2 separate regions of the Mus musculus genome follow, and region 2 is linked to region 1. Evidence: chromatin contacts called from public promoter capture Hi-C data. All regions are on one chromosome and are shown on one strand. Each heading gives the region's core, a stretch centred on a gene start, on an enhancer-like site or on the middle of the called end of the contact. The rest is flanking DNA. Distances are from core to core; before and after follow the strand shown.

Region 1 (4,331 bases), core at 1,761-4,260:
CCCCAGACTCCTAGAGATCTGCCTGCCTCTCAAGTGGTGGGAGTAAATATGTGGACCATTCCCTGCTTAAACTATTCTTTTTAAAGCTACTTAATTTACTTATTAGTGTTACATGTGTGTGTCAATGTGCAAGCTTATGTGTAGCATGTGTAAGAATGAGCCCTTGAAGGGCAGAGGAAGGCATTAGATCCCCTGAACAGGGAATTAATGGGAGGTTGTAAAACTCTTTGTGCTGGGATTTGAACTTGGGTCCTCAGGAAGAACAGTTATTGGTCTTAAGCACTGACCCAACTCTCCAGTCATGAGGTTATTCTTACTGCAAACAAAGGTTTGATATTGCTTTGGAGGTTCCCAGAGATATGCCGGGGAAGGAATGAGGCCATGTGTAAGGTCATATAGGCTTTGGCCTAAAAAGCATATTCTGTAGCCTGGCATGGTGGCAACAGCACTTGGAGGCAGAGACAGGCATCCTCTGTGAGTTCAAGGTTACCCTGGACTGCATAGAAAGTTCCAAGTCAGCCTGGGCTACACAGTGAGACCCAGCTGCAAGGAAGAATAAAGAAGGGGAAGGAGGAGGAGAAGGAGGAACAGGAGGAGGGGAAAGAGGAGGAGGGGGAAAACGGTTCATTGCTATTTAAAAATTTTCTTTTAGATTTTATTATTTGATTTTATGTGTATGAGCATTTTGCCAGCATATATGTATGTGTTCGACATGAATGCCTGGTGGCCATAGAGACCAGAAGGTGTCAGGTTCCTGGAACCAGAATTACATCGAAAGTTGTGAGCCAGTGAGATGGCTCAGTGGTTAAGTACACTGACTGCTCTTCCAAAGGTCCTGAGTTCAAATCCCAGCAACCACGTGGTGGCTCACAACCATCCGTAATGAGATCTGATGCCCTCTTCTGGTGTGTCTGAAGTCAGCTACAGTGTACTTACATATAATAATAATAATAAACAAATCTTTAAAAAAAGAAAAGAAAAAATGTTGTGAGCCACCATGCCAGTGCTGGGACTTGAACCTGGGTCCTCTGGAAGAACAGCAGTGCTCTTCACCTCAGAACCATCTTTTCATGTCTTTGTTAATAAATAATTTCCAAATGGACTTAGAATGACGCTTGAGGGCAAGTGTATTAGAGTTGGAGAAACAACATTAGGCAAGCCTTTTTGGATCTTAGGTAGCCCAGGTTGACCTCCAAATGACTATATAAAGAAAGACTGTCCCTGATTTTCTGATAGCTCCTGGCTTCACTTCCTAAGTACTGAGGTCATAGCTGTGCATCAAATTAAACAAGAAACAAATGTACTATACAGAACTAGCCAGCCTGATACTCTCTATGTAGCCCAGGCTAGACTCAGATTCTCAGAAATTCTTCTTCTGGACTTACAGGCATTAACCACCTTGCCCAGCCTTGAGATGGGACTTTCGGGATGAAGAAACCTTGAGAGCACATGCCGCCCGCAGTCTAGGTGTAAATTGTCTCGGGGCAGGATGAGTTGCATTTATGTATTAATTAAAGAAAGAATTGCATTGACATGGTCTCAGAAGACAGCTTGCAGGAACTGTTGGTTCACCTATGATGTGGGTCCCAGGGGATGTAGAGTTCATGTCTTTCTGCCTGGAGGTAGGTACCTTTCTAAGCTGAGCCATCTTGCCTCCTAGAGCCTCCAGACAATGGCTTCTACTTCTGATGACTCTCTTCCTTTGATTCGTGACTCACACAGATAGAGGGTTGGACTTTCTGAGTTTAGTTTCCCCCCGCCAGTTAACCCTTCCCTCCTTAAGAAGATAAATCGCCTGACTTCCTCAAAAGCTCTGAAACACACCCTTTGGCTGTAAGAGAGAATTAGGCAATCTCAAAATTCCCCCATTGCCCCCTTTTGCTCTGGACCTCACAGCCCAGCGAAGCTGGTGCAGTTCTTGTTTTAAACGCAGAGAGCGCTCTAAGATCAAGGCTGATTACTCTTAACTAGATTGTGATCTCCCAGCCCCCTCTGTTTGGAACAGGGAATTTTGGACATGCAAAAACACACTCCCTTAGGGAATCTTTAGAGCAAACAGAACAGGGAGGTGGGGAGGAGCTTCCTGCAAAGGCCACTCCCTCTGGAGCTGCAGGGGCTTAACTGCATGACCAGAGGCAGGAGAGGAGGCTGGCCCACTTGTTCCCATCAGCTCCTGTAGGTAATCTTTAAAAAGCAAGACTTAAAGAGAGAAGCTTTGATGAAGGAACAGGAAAAGACATGTAGAGTAAGGTTTGGAGCAAAGATGGAGGGTTGGAAGGAACTCACACAGGTTCTCATATGCAGGACCATAGCCCCACCCCACAAGCCTCATCCTTTCACACAGCAGTGTTTCAAGGGTAGAGGCAATTTGTGAAAGACTTTTCTGGGAACTATGGGAAGATACCTTGCTCTTTAAGCAAAGGACAAAACAAACCAACTTGAGAAAAGTAAGGGAAGGCATATCTGAATGTCCTGACTTTTCTCAGTTAGCTTTCTCTTTTCCAGCACTCTGCAACCTTTTACCAAAGGGGCATACTTTCTTTCTGATTAGTGTCTCCCAAGGTCCCTTCCTGTCCCTACTGAAGGAAACACTTTCCTCCTTCAGTGGCCATTGGGCCACCAGCAGAAGCAACACCTGTAATAGCTTGTCAAAGGGGGCAGGCTTGAATGGGAGAGGATCGGTCTGGAAGCTCCAGCCTGTGTGGAAATGCAGAGACCGATGCAAGGGGCCAGGAGTGGGTGGAGGAGGACACAAAAGACAGGGAGAAACTCCTCACTCAATTGTAGGAATATTGGAAGATGGTTGGGGGACAGGGTTAATTCAGGGCTGGTCTGGGAAGTTAGTCTAAATCTCACTGGGGAGGGTGTCATAGTATCATGTGATGACCATTCCTGACAGGTACCTATTTCTATGGTATTCTTTCAAAGGTGACACTGAGCCCTGGGTGGTCCCTCACTACCAAAGCAGGCACCTGTACTTGTCAGATAAAGACAGCCAGGACTGCTGACTGCCCTTTACTTCCAAAATCAGAGAGCCAGAGAGCCATGGGCAAATCGCCAGGGATGTGGTAAGTGATCAGGTATCTACAGAAATGAATCCATCTCCACCTTCCTTCTCTCTTTCACAGTTTTGACACAGGGTGTCACTATGCAGCCCAAGCTGGCATGACATCACCCTTCCTCTGTCCCCAGAGTGCTGGACTTAGACACAGGCCTGTTGTATGTGATTTCCCATTTCTCCAGAGAGAGCTCAGATCTGAACCTTGACTTTTAATTATTTATTTATTTATTCTGTATATATTTGTTTATTCCATGTCATGTTGGCTGCCTAACGGTCAGAGTTCTGCATGAAGCCATCGGTTCCCGGCTTCCCACCTCTGTGTGACTTTTTTTCCCCTCTTCCAGGTATTTGGTCCTGTTTTCTCTTTTGGCATCATTTTCTGCTGAGCCCACCATGCATGGGGAGATCCTGTCCCCTAACTATCCCCAGGCGTACCCCAATGACGTCGTGAAATCTTGGGACATTGAAGTCCCAGAGGGGTTTGGGATTCACCTTTACTTTACCCATGTGGACATAGAGCCGTCAGAGAGCTGTGCATACGACTCAGTGCAGGTATATTACAGCACAGGAGGGAGAGGGATGGGAGGAGCGGGGAGGGATGGAGGAATGAGAGGATTTAGGGGGCTGTGTGTTGTCAAGCCGTCCTATGGGGTAGGGGCATGGCTCAATGGCAGGGTACTTGCCATGCAAGGACATGTCCCTGAGTTTGGTCCCTAGCACTGGGGGAACATGAGGTGGGGGTGAGGGAGACAGACCGGACAGACAGACAGAGCTGGAGGTCGGGAGTAAAGGTTCTGCTCTCTTTGCCCATTCTCAGTTTTACACTTCCGTCTTCTCTTAGATAATCTCAGGAGGCATCGAGGAAGGGAGACTCTGTGGTCAGAGGACCAGCAAGAGCCCCAACTCCCCCATTATAGAAGAGTTTCAGTTCCCATACAATAAACTTCAGGTGGTCTTTACCTCAGACTTCTCCATCGAAGAACAGTTTACCGGCTTTGCAGCATACTACACTGCCATAGGTAAGGCATCCCTCTGTATGTGACATCTGGATCCAACTAAAAGATGGGAACAGGTAAATGACCACTCAGTGCATGAGATGAGAATTCTGTTGTCTCGCTTTGAGTCATAGTCTCGATATGCAGCCATGGCTGGACACTCCAAGACTCCAGCTTTGTGCCACTGCCCCCGGGCTGCTTACATCTTTAACGAATGTTGACTTGCCCTGGGTCTGCTTAGGAATTGCCTTGCCTTTGTGTGACTTTATCGCATG
Region 2 (3,938 bases), core at 64-2,563, 170 kb after region 1:
GCCCTGGAGCGACTGAGACTTAACAAAGTCATTCCTGGCTTCAGCTTTTTCTGTGGAATGACCTTAGAGCTGTCTGTCATTCAGAACTTGAGCTTTCTGAGTGTCAGTCTTGGCCTCCGAGTCATTTCGGTCAGGTTTGGGAACCCCGAGGGACGGGCTTCCACTGGAGGCTGCTGTGGCAGGCAGTGTGTGGAGCAGCTGTGAGTTCTGGCTTTATTCTTAGACTGAGAGGAAGGGGAGGGAGGGGGCATTCAGAGGTGTGAGTTGGGAGTGAGGACCGCCACAGGAGACAGGAGCCACAGTACTAAAGGCCTGGACTCTAGGCCTTCACAGCTCTTCCCCTGCCCCCTTACCATTGGCTGAATATGGTTCTTAAACGGGTGTTCTTGGTCTTCTGGGGCATGTTTGGGGAGGCAGAGGAAATGACCATCAGTGAGGGATGAGTTCAAGGGAAGGCTGAAGATTTTATACTCTTTGATTTGGGACCCAGGGTTTCCCTCTCAGTTCCGAGTCCTGGATACCATCAGCCCTCAGCCAAGGCACATCCTAACGGCTTGGAGGATATTGAAATCATTGTGTACCATGTCTGCAGCTGCCCACTTGCCTCCCAAACTGACCAATGATGTGGGGCAGCTCGATCACAGTTTAAGGTGGGGAAATCAGGGACTGTAAGCAGTAAGAAAAGACGATCTCAGATGCAGATGAACTGCCCTTCCAGGAGCGTGTGTGGAAAGGGCTGCCGGGAGTCCTTCCTCTTCCTCACCTAGGGCTCTTGTCATAGGTTTTTTTTTTTGTTGTTGTTGTTGTTTTTTTTTTTTTTTGTCTGTCTATCTGTCCGTTAGGTTTTTCTGGCCCTCCGCTGTCGCCCACAGGGCCCTGAGTTGGAACTGAAATGCTAGAATTTCCTACTCGAGGTTTTGCCTCCAGGTTTCCAGAAAGCACGCAGCAGGGACTAGCTAATGGAATGGGCTGTGGAAAGAGGTTAATGCAGAATTGGGGGTGGGTGACGTGGATACTGCCTCTCTTGGCCACCCCCAAGGCTCTTGACGTCTCTGTCTCACCCTACCTCCTGCCTTTCGGCTAGGTCTTCTGATATCCTTCGTATCTTCTACCCACTCCATGGCTTTCCTGCTTCCTCTCTAGCCCCCGCAGTTCCTCTGCTCCCCCAAACTGCAGCCAGGGGAAAAAGCCCTAACACATTCTCCCGCCCCTGCTCCCCAGTCGCATTGGTTCCCTACCCCCCCTTGCAGCACCTGGTGCCCTCAGTCTTCTAATTGGCCAGCGGCCCCATCAATCCTTGCCTGGCTGTGCTGACGTCATCCTGCAGTAGCGGGGATGGGGTGGGAGTGAGAGAGAGATAGAGAGAGCAAGCGAGAGTGAGGACGCTGGGCTGGAGACTGAAGAGAGAAGCTACTGCAAGTCCCCCATCTCAGCCACCCAGCGGGTCTGAACACATCTGCTATATGGACTAGAGTGGTCGGCAGGCTCCTTTCCGATCTTGTCCCCCTGCCCTTCCCTCGTAGTCTCTGCATTTCTCCCCCAAGGTGGCATTAGCAGGCTTGAGGCTCCCAGGGGATAGGAACGCCTGGCCTGGCGTGCTTAGCACCGCACCATGACCCTCCTGCTGGTGTCCCTTTTGCTGGCCTCTCTGCTTCAAATCAGCTCTGGCAACAAAGGTGAGATAGACGGGGATGGGAGCCTCTGAACTGGGGCGTCAGGCTGAGCAATATGGGGGTAAGGAGGGAAGGGGATGTTCAGGCTCTCTGGTGTCCGAGACAGGTGTCCTTTCCTTTCTCACCACCCCCTTTCCATCCTTTTTTCAGACTGGCTCTCACTTCCAAGGGCCAGCTCCTCCTCGCTGGTCCATCTCTACATGTGCTTGCCTAACATCCTGCTTGTATATCTGTTCCCACCTGGGGTCTCTCTGCCCCCTCCCCCAACCCTTCCATGCTGGTAGATACCTCCTGTCTCAAAGGGACTTGCTCCCCGAGGGTGACATTCCCTCAGGTTCCGTTTCACTGGGTGTTCATGCATACTAAGGGTGTGTGGCAGATCCATCTGGCTGTCTTCATCCCTTCCTGGGGAGAAACTGTGTACCGCAGCTCAGTAATTCCGAGCACGTATGTATTTTCGTGTCTCTCTGCATCCATACCCTTCTGCCTGCATCCGCTGGGTTGTGGGTTACCACAGCTGCCCTCTCTGGCAGAGAGCAGATAAATTCAACTGGGTGAGACTGTCAGAGGGAAGGGGAGGTTGGGGCCAGGGGCCGAGGGTTCAGGTAGGTAGAGGGGACAGAGAAAGTCTGAAAAGGGAAGAAAAGGGTGTGTGTGGAGGGGTGCTCCAGGAAGGAGGTGAGAAGGGAATCTGAGGAGGGAAGGGGAGGTGAGGAGTGGGAATAAGAAGTGGATCAGAAAGGAGGAAGGTAGAGGCAGAAGGAGGAAAGGAGAGAAGTGGGGGAGGAGGAAATCAAGGAAGAGCCAGGAAGCAAAGAAGGGATGAAGAACGGATATAGGGCAGCAGGTAGACATAAGACAGGGGTAGGAAGGAGGGCTCATTTGGTAAGGGCATAAAGACAGGGTTGTAGGGTGCCTGGCTCGGCCCTTGGTACCCTCTGCTCTTCTGTCTGCTGTCTCCCATGTCTGGCTGGAGCTCCTACCTCAGGGTGGTCCTCCTGGCTCTCAGGCTTCTTCTCACTTCCTGCTCGGCCTCCCATACACCATCTCGAGGCCTTCATTAAGGGAGAGGGTTACGGTGGTCATCCCCACGAAATGGAGAGGCCTGCAGATACCAGGATGTTGGTTGGGCTGTGGTTATGGGAATGGACAGAAATCAAAATTTCTTGCTCATCATGAGACACTGGGGTGAGAGCCCTCTGGTGACTCAGTTTCTCTCTGATGATCTATCCTCCCCTCTCCATGTCTGCCTTTGGGAACATGGATGGGGGGCATAGTGGAGTTAGGTGGAGCAAGTGGTGGAGGTTGGTTCTAGGGATGTATGTTTTCCCTATGACATCTCGAGAGCTTGAAGGAAGTTGATCCTGGGGAAGAGACCCTCCTTGAGAGGAGTCTGGTAGGAGACAGTGTGATGTGGAATAGGCAAAATTAGGGTTCAGACAGGTCTGTGGGGGAGCACGGGGTGTGGAGATCCCGAGAGGACCTAGAATGTACCGGTTATGATTGTATTCTCTTGGGTGTGGGGATGGGAAGGGAGGGATTTGCTGTGTTTCTAGGCCAGCTCCATAATCCCTTAGGATGGGTCCAGGCACAGCGCTGATTTCTATCTTCTATCCCTTCCCCTCTGCCCCCTCCTGCTGTCCTATATAATTGCCTTCTTTCCTTTCTCCTTTTCTGGGAGAGCGGTCTGAAGTCTGGGCCCGATCTGGAGAAGTATAGGGTGAAGGGTTGAAATCCAGCAGGTGGGAGAAGGGGTAGAAAGGGGGTAAACGACTGAGATTTCAGGAAACTGGGCTCTACTCTTGCCCCAAGTCTTAACTCTCAGTTCATCCTTCCCGTCCTTTCTCAAGACCTTCCGAGGGCTCACCATTGTTTCCTGAGGTTCCCATCACCATTTGCTACGGCAAAAAAAGACCTTATAGGAGATTCTCTACCCCTAACCATGATTCTCAGGGAGAGACAGTAGTCCCTTCCCCACAGGAAGGTAGTTGCCATGAAACTGTCTCTCCAGTTATAGAAGGCTGTGACCTCCTACGAGAGTTGCTGGTTCCTTCTGTAGCTCATCCTTCTCCCTCCGGCAAGGTGGCAAGGCATGAAAAAGGGGTCGCTATTGGGTGCAGGGTTAACAAGGGCAGCATCCTGGGAGTGGATGGTCAGCTCACTTTCTCTCTTCTTCCTGGGGTGGGGCCAGCCAACAAGCACAAGCCATGGATCGAGGCAGAGTACCAGGGCATTGTCATGGAGAATGACAACACGGTCCTGTTG

What was found. Capture Hi-C pulls out chosen DNA fragments and counts their contacts.
Region 2: a contact with region 1 is called in a promoter capture Hi-C map of adipose tissue. The contact joins the promoter of Clstn3 here to the promoter of C1s2 in region 1. A contact is called at or near these places in 2 of 39 promoter capture datasets (the 3T3-L1 cell line and the HPC-7 cell line), 1 of 484 Hi-C or Micro-C datasets (nephron progenitors) and 1 of 9 other capture datasets (adipose tissue).

What each region holds. Positions count from the first base shown.
Region 1 is chr6:124,634,764-124,639,094 of GRCm38.p6, reverse strand. It overlaps C1s2 (complement component 1, s subcomponent 2), which reads left to right and starts at 3,010. Exons shown (of 11, transcript NM_173864.2): 1 at 3,010-3,068; 2 at 3,406-3,613; 3 at 3,903-4,080. The coding sequence starts at 3,046.
Region 2 is chr6:124,462,159-124,466,096 of GRCm38.p6, reverse strand. It overlaps Clstn3 (calsyntenin 3), which reads left to right and starts at 1,313. Exons shown (of 18, transcript NM_153508.4): 1 at 1,313-1,676; 2 at 3,865-3,938. The coding sequence starts at 1,613.